Linked DNA regions of Sus scrofa: region 2 is linked to region 1. The links are chromatin contacts, called in public Hi-C maps. All regions are on one chromosome and are shown on one strand. Each heading gives the region's core, a stretch centred on a gene start, on an enhancer-like site or on the middle of the called end of the contact. The rest is flanking DNA. Distances are from core to core; before and after follow the strand shown. Region 1 holds the start of AEN (apoptosis-enhancing nuclease). Region 2 holds the start of MRPL46 (39S ribosomal protein L46, mitochondrial).

Region 1 (2,700 bases), core at 121-2,620:
AAATCCCCCCCTCCAATCCTTTCAAATAAAGTCTCTCCTTTACTAAATCTGGATTTTTTTGTTTACATTACATGCAACATTCTTTTTTTCTTCTGGAACTTATATTTCCATTCAACTTCTGCCACAGAGTTTTATCCTAGCATAATCTATTTTCATGCTTGGCAATATTTTCTGGAGAACCTGACTATACTGTCACAACATTAACTATATAAATTTGAACTTGTTAACTCTGGAGAAACATTCTGTCACCCCTAAGGTTCTAAGAGTTACTTTTTTTCCTTCTGGATTGAGATCTTGTTGCAATTGTTTGCATTACAAGTGAGCAAATGATAAATATACAGCATTTTATTATATGAGCAATAATCTTTACACATAAAAGTAAATTTTTATTAGAAATAAAAGATAGATTGAGTCAGTTATTTTTCCATGACGTTTATGTATCCAGGGAAGAATCTTTTTTTTTTTTTGCAAGAATGAGAAAGAGTTGAGTCTCCTGTTTTGTTTTTATGGGTATAAGCACTGATACACATTGTTCACATAAAAAGTAGATAAAAATGGAAGGAGGTTTATTCTGGCAATGTCTTTTTTTTTTTTTTTTTTCTTTTTATGGCCTCACCTACAGCATATGGAAGTTCCCAGGCTAGGGGTTGAATGGGAGCTGTAGCTGCCAGCCTACACTACAGTCACAGCAATGCCGGATGCTCAACCCTCTGAGAGAAGTCAGGGATCCAACCCGCATCCTCATGGATACTAGTCGGCTTCGTTTCCTCTGAGCCACGAGGGGAACTCCTGAACTGCTTATTGATGCTCTTCTTATCGCTTACGTTGCACCAAGCTACTTGTTGACCTCCGTTACTGATACAGACATTGAGCAACTAGCACCCCCAGTGATTGCCCTTATTCTGTGTATCCCAATGCCGAGCCTATAGTAGGAACTTATTACTTGTAAGTATTGCAGAAGGGTAAATGAAAAAATAAGCGCTGAAGGACCAAACTTAACTTTTAAACATCTTTCTTCAGTGCCCATCGTGTATAATATTTCACCGAATCCCTTGGATACCTGAGGAGGAAGGGGATTTTATATTGCCATTCTGCAAATGTGGGTGTGTACTCTGGAAGTCATTCTGCCTTTAGTGGCACGGAGCTCGTAGCAGCCCATATCCCGACCCAAGGAACAGAAAAGATTGGGCCTAGAATCACAGATGGGGATGGACACTGGCGACGATGCCTTCTCTGGTTAAAATTCCCCTCGGGGCTGTGCCAGTCTGGGGCACAAACCGCGCCCCTTTAGGAGTCCCCGCCCCTATGAGCCCAAGGCCCAACCTTCAGCAAGCGAAGCTCCCGGCCAATTAGAAGAGGTCATAGGCGGGCACTGCAGTTGAGCGAACCAATAGGCGGGCGGCCGGAGCAGGGCTTGTCTGGGCATGTGGGAGCTGCCGGCTGCGTGGACGCCACGTGCGGGCGTGGGGAGACTCGCGGGGCTTCAGGTGATCTGGGGGTGGGGTACTCTGCTGGGGATCGCGGGGTCGGGTAGGCTGGCGCGCCTTTTCCTCTGAGGCGGGACCCCGCGCTGTGCGTCCGCTCCCCGCCCGCGGCCTGGGACGTCTGGTCGGGCCGACCCTGCTCCCAGGGCTCCCAGGAAGCAGGCCGGGCCTGGGCGCCGTCTGGCCCTCCTCCCGCCCTACTCGGGGGTCTTGGGTCTGAGGGGGCGGCGCTGGGTGAAGGGTTCAGTCTGGTGGGAGTCGGCCTGGCCGCCGCGACCAAGGAGTGACCAGCGCCACAGTCCTTCCGTGGGTGAGGCCGGGCCTCCCACGGGTCACTTCTCGGAGATCGCGGGCCGCTGGGGGGAGGTCGTGCGGGGCTCTCCTCGGACTTCTCTTGTCTCATGTACTTTTTGGTAGCACAGGAGATCTTACCAAGTCAGCTTTTCTCAAATTTGGGCGAGTGTTAGTATCGCGGCGAGGGGGTGGGGCCCGTGCGCTTTAAAATACAGATTCCCGGGCCCCGCTTCCCAAAATGACAGTTAAGAGGGCCCGCGGGTAGGCCTGGAAATCAGCCTGGTAAAAAGACGTCTCGTTTCTGGTAATGAAGTGCTTTGGGAAAGTCCCCAACCGAGTCCAATACCCGGTTTGATAAAGCCTCGTTTTATGTTAAGAGACTGACTTGGTCCAGTTCATATAGCTCGTTAGTGCCAGACCTAACTGGGACTAGAACTGCCTGCCTTCCTGATCAACCAGCAGGTTGGGGGCCCCTAGGCCACTGGCCATTCTGACTTAACAATTCCTTTGGGGCCTTTGCCCAAAGGCCTTTTGGCTGCTGACACAAAGCCCTGGTTCAGGGCAGAAGAGAGCTCTGCCCTCACTGAAAAAAACACTTGTGATTTGAAGGAAACTTTTCCTCAGGCCCCCGAACCTCCCCTGAGGCCCAGGGTAAGAAAGGCCTGGGGTGATGATTAATTGTTGATTTTGACATGTCAGCTAGGCCAGGGCATGTAGAACAGGACTGCTTTCATCTCTTGAAATACAAGGCCATGGAGTCCTTTTTTCTCAGGATCCTTATTTCTGGCTTCTTTGAAACGTCGCCAGCAGGGTCAGGGAGGCCACCTGCTCCCGACCTGCAGGGCCCTTAGCCTGCCCTCCAAGTGGAAGGGCCCTCCTCCCCTACAGGGTTAGTTGCTAGTGGGTCTTCTCCACATTGCTG
Region 2 (2,700 bases), core at 17-2,516, 110 kb before region 1:
TCTCACTCACCAAGGACATTTCTGCCATAGGGAATTTGCTGATGCGATTCTTGCTCCCTAGAATATTTTCCCTCATGCTTTCCTGGGAGATTCCTACTCACCCATCAGATCTCAATTTAAATATCACTTTCTTAAGAAAGATGACACCTCCCATTAAAATCAAATTAAAGGTCCCTGTTTAACAGTCTTACAATACCCTGTGTTTTCCTTTACAACACTTAACAGATCCTGCAGTTCCATAGTCATGTGATTATTTTATTATTGATTATCCCCCCCCAGACTGAAGCACTCTGAAAACCAGAGCCATGTCTGTCTTATTCACCACTGCATCCCTAGCACTTAACACAAAATCTGTAAAAAGCAGGTGCTAAATGATTATCTGTGAAGTGATTAACAAAATATCTGCAGAATAAATAAACAGACCAAGTAAAAAGCACAGAAGTGTAGTTTATACCTCTTGATAGCCAAAACAAAAACATCTCAGGTTATGGGTAAACATAGTTTCCTTTAATAATTATTTATAGGGATTTAAGACCCTCATAGCCACTTCTCCGTTTTTGCCCATGTTTCTTCACTTGCCCCTCACACAAGTAGACTTTATCAAAGCTATGTTATATATGAGCCTTTTGCCTTTTCCTAACACTCGTCACATCACAAAGAGTTTTTCTTCTCCAAACTGTCAACTACCTATGATGGAGACCGAACCCATCTTATTCACCATGGCATCCCTGTGTGTTGAAAGAGAACATTTCCAAAGAGTTGCCTAAGATGACTATAGAGAAGATCAATGAAAACGAACTACCTTTTAGAGAAACCTACTACGTACTACACCAAGTTAGTAAGGTAGGTACTACTTGCAGGTAAGTATACTGAACTTCAAAAAAGTGACTTGCCCAAAGTCACACAAACTAACTTGGTACCATAATCATAACTGGAACCTGGCTAGCGTGCCTCTATTGCTTCCCCAACTTCACCCTGAAGCCAGGACCCACATTTCAATCCCACCTGCTGTAGCAGATCCGCCATCTCTTCCTGCAATGGGGTCAGCGGCTTTGTGACCAGCGGTGGCCTCTGCAGGCACAACGCGCCCAACAGGCGCCATGGAGAGCTACTGCTCGAAGGTGCGACCGCAAGGGCCAGGTTGCGAGAACCCAGACTATGGGCCCAAGGACCCTCAAACCGTCGCCAGCCCCTCACCACTCTTAACATAGTCCGTCTCACGGGCGCCGCCATCTTTCAACCTTCCCACAACGCACTGCGCCTGACAGCGGGTCCTGGGCCAATCCCATATTCCCACAAGGCATCGCGGGAGCGACAGGACGGGCAGAGGTCGGTCCCGAACCTACTAGAACGAACCATTCCAATATGAAGGGGTGGGCAAAGAACTCTTGTTAGAAAATTAGGAAAAGGAGGAGTGCTTCCCAGTTGGCTCTTGCAACGATAGTTACTATAGAGCATTTAAATGAGAATAGAAATCTTTAATATTCCTCAAGAGGAGAGGTCAGGTAACTTTTCCTCTGCACCTTCCCCCACAAGCGTCCGTGGTGCTGCCGCCGCTCCGGCGCCACCGTGGTGCTGGTCGCCGTGGACGGAAGCTGACGGGGATCAACTCAAGTCATGCAGGTTGTAAGAAACGCGGGTTCTCGGCTCTTGCAGTCATGGGCATGGCCACCGAAGACCAGGTAAGGACGATTACTTTCTCCCAGCCCACGGTCACCCTCAGGAGTGTGCTGCTGCCGGTGTCCCCAGGGCCACCTGGTCTCCAGTGGCAGTTCGGCCTGTATCTCACCGAGCTTTACTTCTCCTCAGGATCGTGGCTGGACTGCCGGCCTCCACCATCCACAGGAGCGCCCCTCATTTGCAAGACGCGGCGGCCAAGCTGGACATTGAGGACAAGGAGGAGGCTCGGACTCCGAGCCACAGCAGCTTCAGGTGAGGGCCACTTGTGTCCAGCCCTCGGGAGACTGACACTACCCTCCAGAGTCAGAGAACCGGCGACTTCCCAATTCTTTGACGCTTGCCAGCTGTGGGACCTTTTGCAGATTTATCTCCGAACCTCACCTTTTTCGTCTAAAGGTGGAAATAATGCCTAGGGAGGTTGTGAGAAGTGGCTGCACTAGGTTATAGGTTATTGTGCGCTTTTTAGAGTTGATGTAAGATCCAGGGTGCTTTTTGTGCTCAGCCCCAGCAACTGGCATCCTGCTTTCCACCAGTGCCACTGCCTCTGTGTGCTAGTTGTACTTCACATGCACTTAGCAAACATTTACTAAGAACCTGCTTGGTGCCGGGCACTGTGCTGGGTGCTGGGGATACAAATGCAGACAATCATTTCTCCCCACAAGTAGATCACAGTTTACCAGGGAAGATAAGACTTGCAAACGTTTTCACCAGGATCTGATCAGTGGTATACTGGAGGTAAGAAGTGGTTGCTTTGAAGTATGAAAGAACGAGTTCTGACTCCTAAGGGAATCAGGCAAGAGTGCTAGGAAGATACTGTGAAGCTAAGAACTGAATTGAATGGGAGTTCAACTGGAAGAGATAAAAGGTCATTTTAGGCAAAGCTAACAGCCTGTGTAAGACATGCAGCATGAAAGAATGTAGTGTATTCACGTATGTGATGGCAGATGAGGCCAGCAGGGTGAGAAGGAATCAGAATGTTCGGGGTCTTACCTGTAGCCGACTCCCCACTGTAAGTAGTGG

Evidence for each region. A called contact is a pair of places that touch in the nucleus more often than the background predicts.
Region 2: a Hi-C map of embryonic fibroblasts shows a contact between it and region 1, with 4 times the contacts expected there. The contact joins the promoter of MRPL46 here to the promoter of AEN in region 1. A contact is called at or near these places in 1 of 5 promoter capture datasets (liver), 8 of 47 Hi-C or Micro-C datasets (brain, embryonic fibroblasts, fibroblasts and 3 more) and 1 of 2 datasets of contacts at active chromatin or transcription factors (alveolar macrophages).

The regions. Positions count from the first base shown.
Region 1 is chr1:191,210,554-191,213,253 of Sscrofa11.1, reverse strand. AEN (apoptosis-enhancing nuclease) reads left to right here and starts at 1,370. Exons shown (of 4, transcript XM_003121858.4): 1 at 1,370-1,487.
Region 2 is chr1:191,320,556-191,323,255 of Sscrofa11.1, reverse strand. It overlaps MRPL46 (39S ribosomal protein L46, mitochondrial), which reads right to left and starts at 1,266. Exons shown (of 4, transcript XM_003121860.4): 1 at 1,006-1,266. The coding sequence starts at 1,233. It overlaps MRPS11 (mitochondrial ribosomal protein S11), which reads left to right and starts at 1,346. Exons shown (of 6, transcript NM_001244528.1): 1 at 1,346-1,682; 2 at 1,810-1,932. The coding sequence starts at 1,618.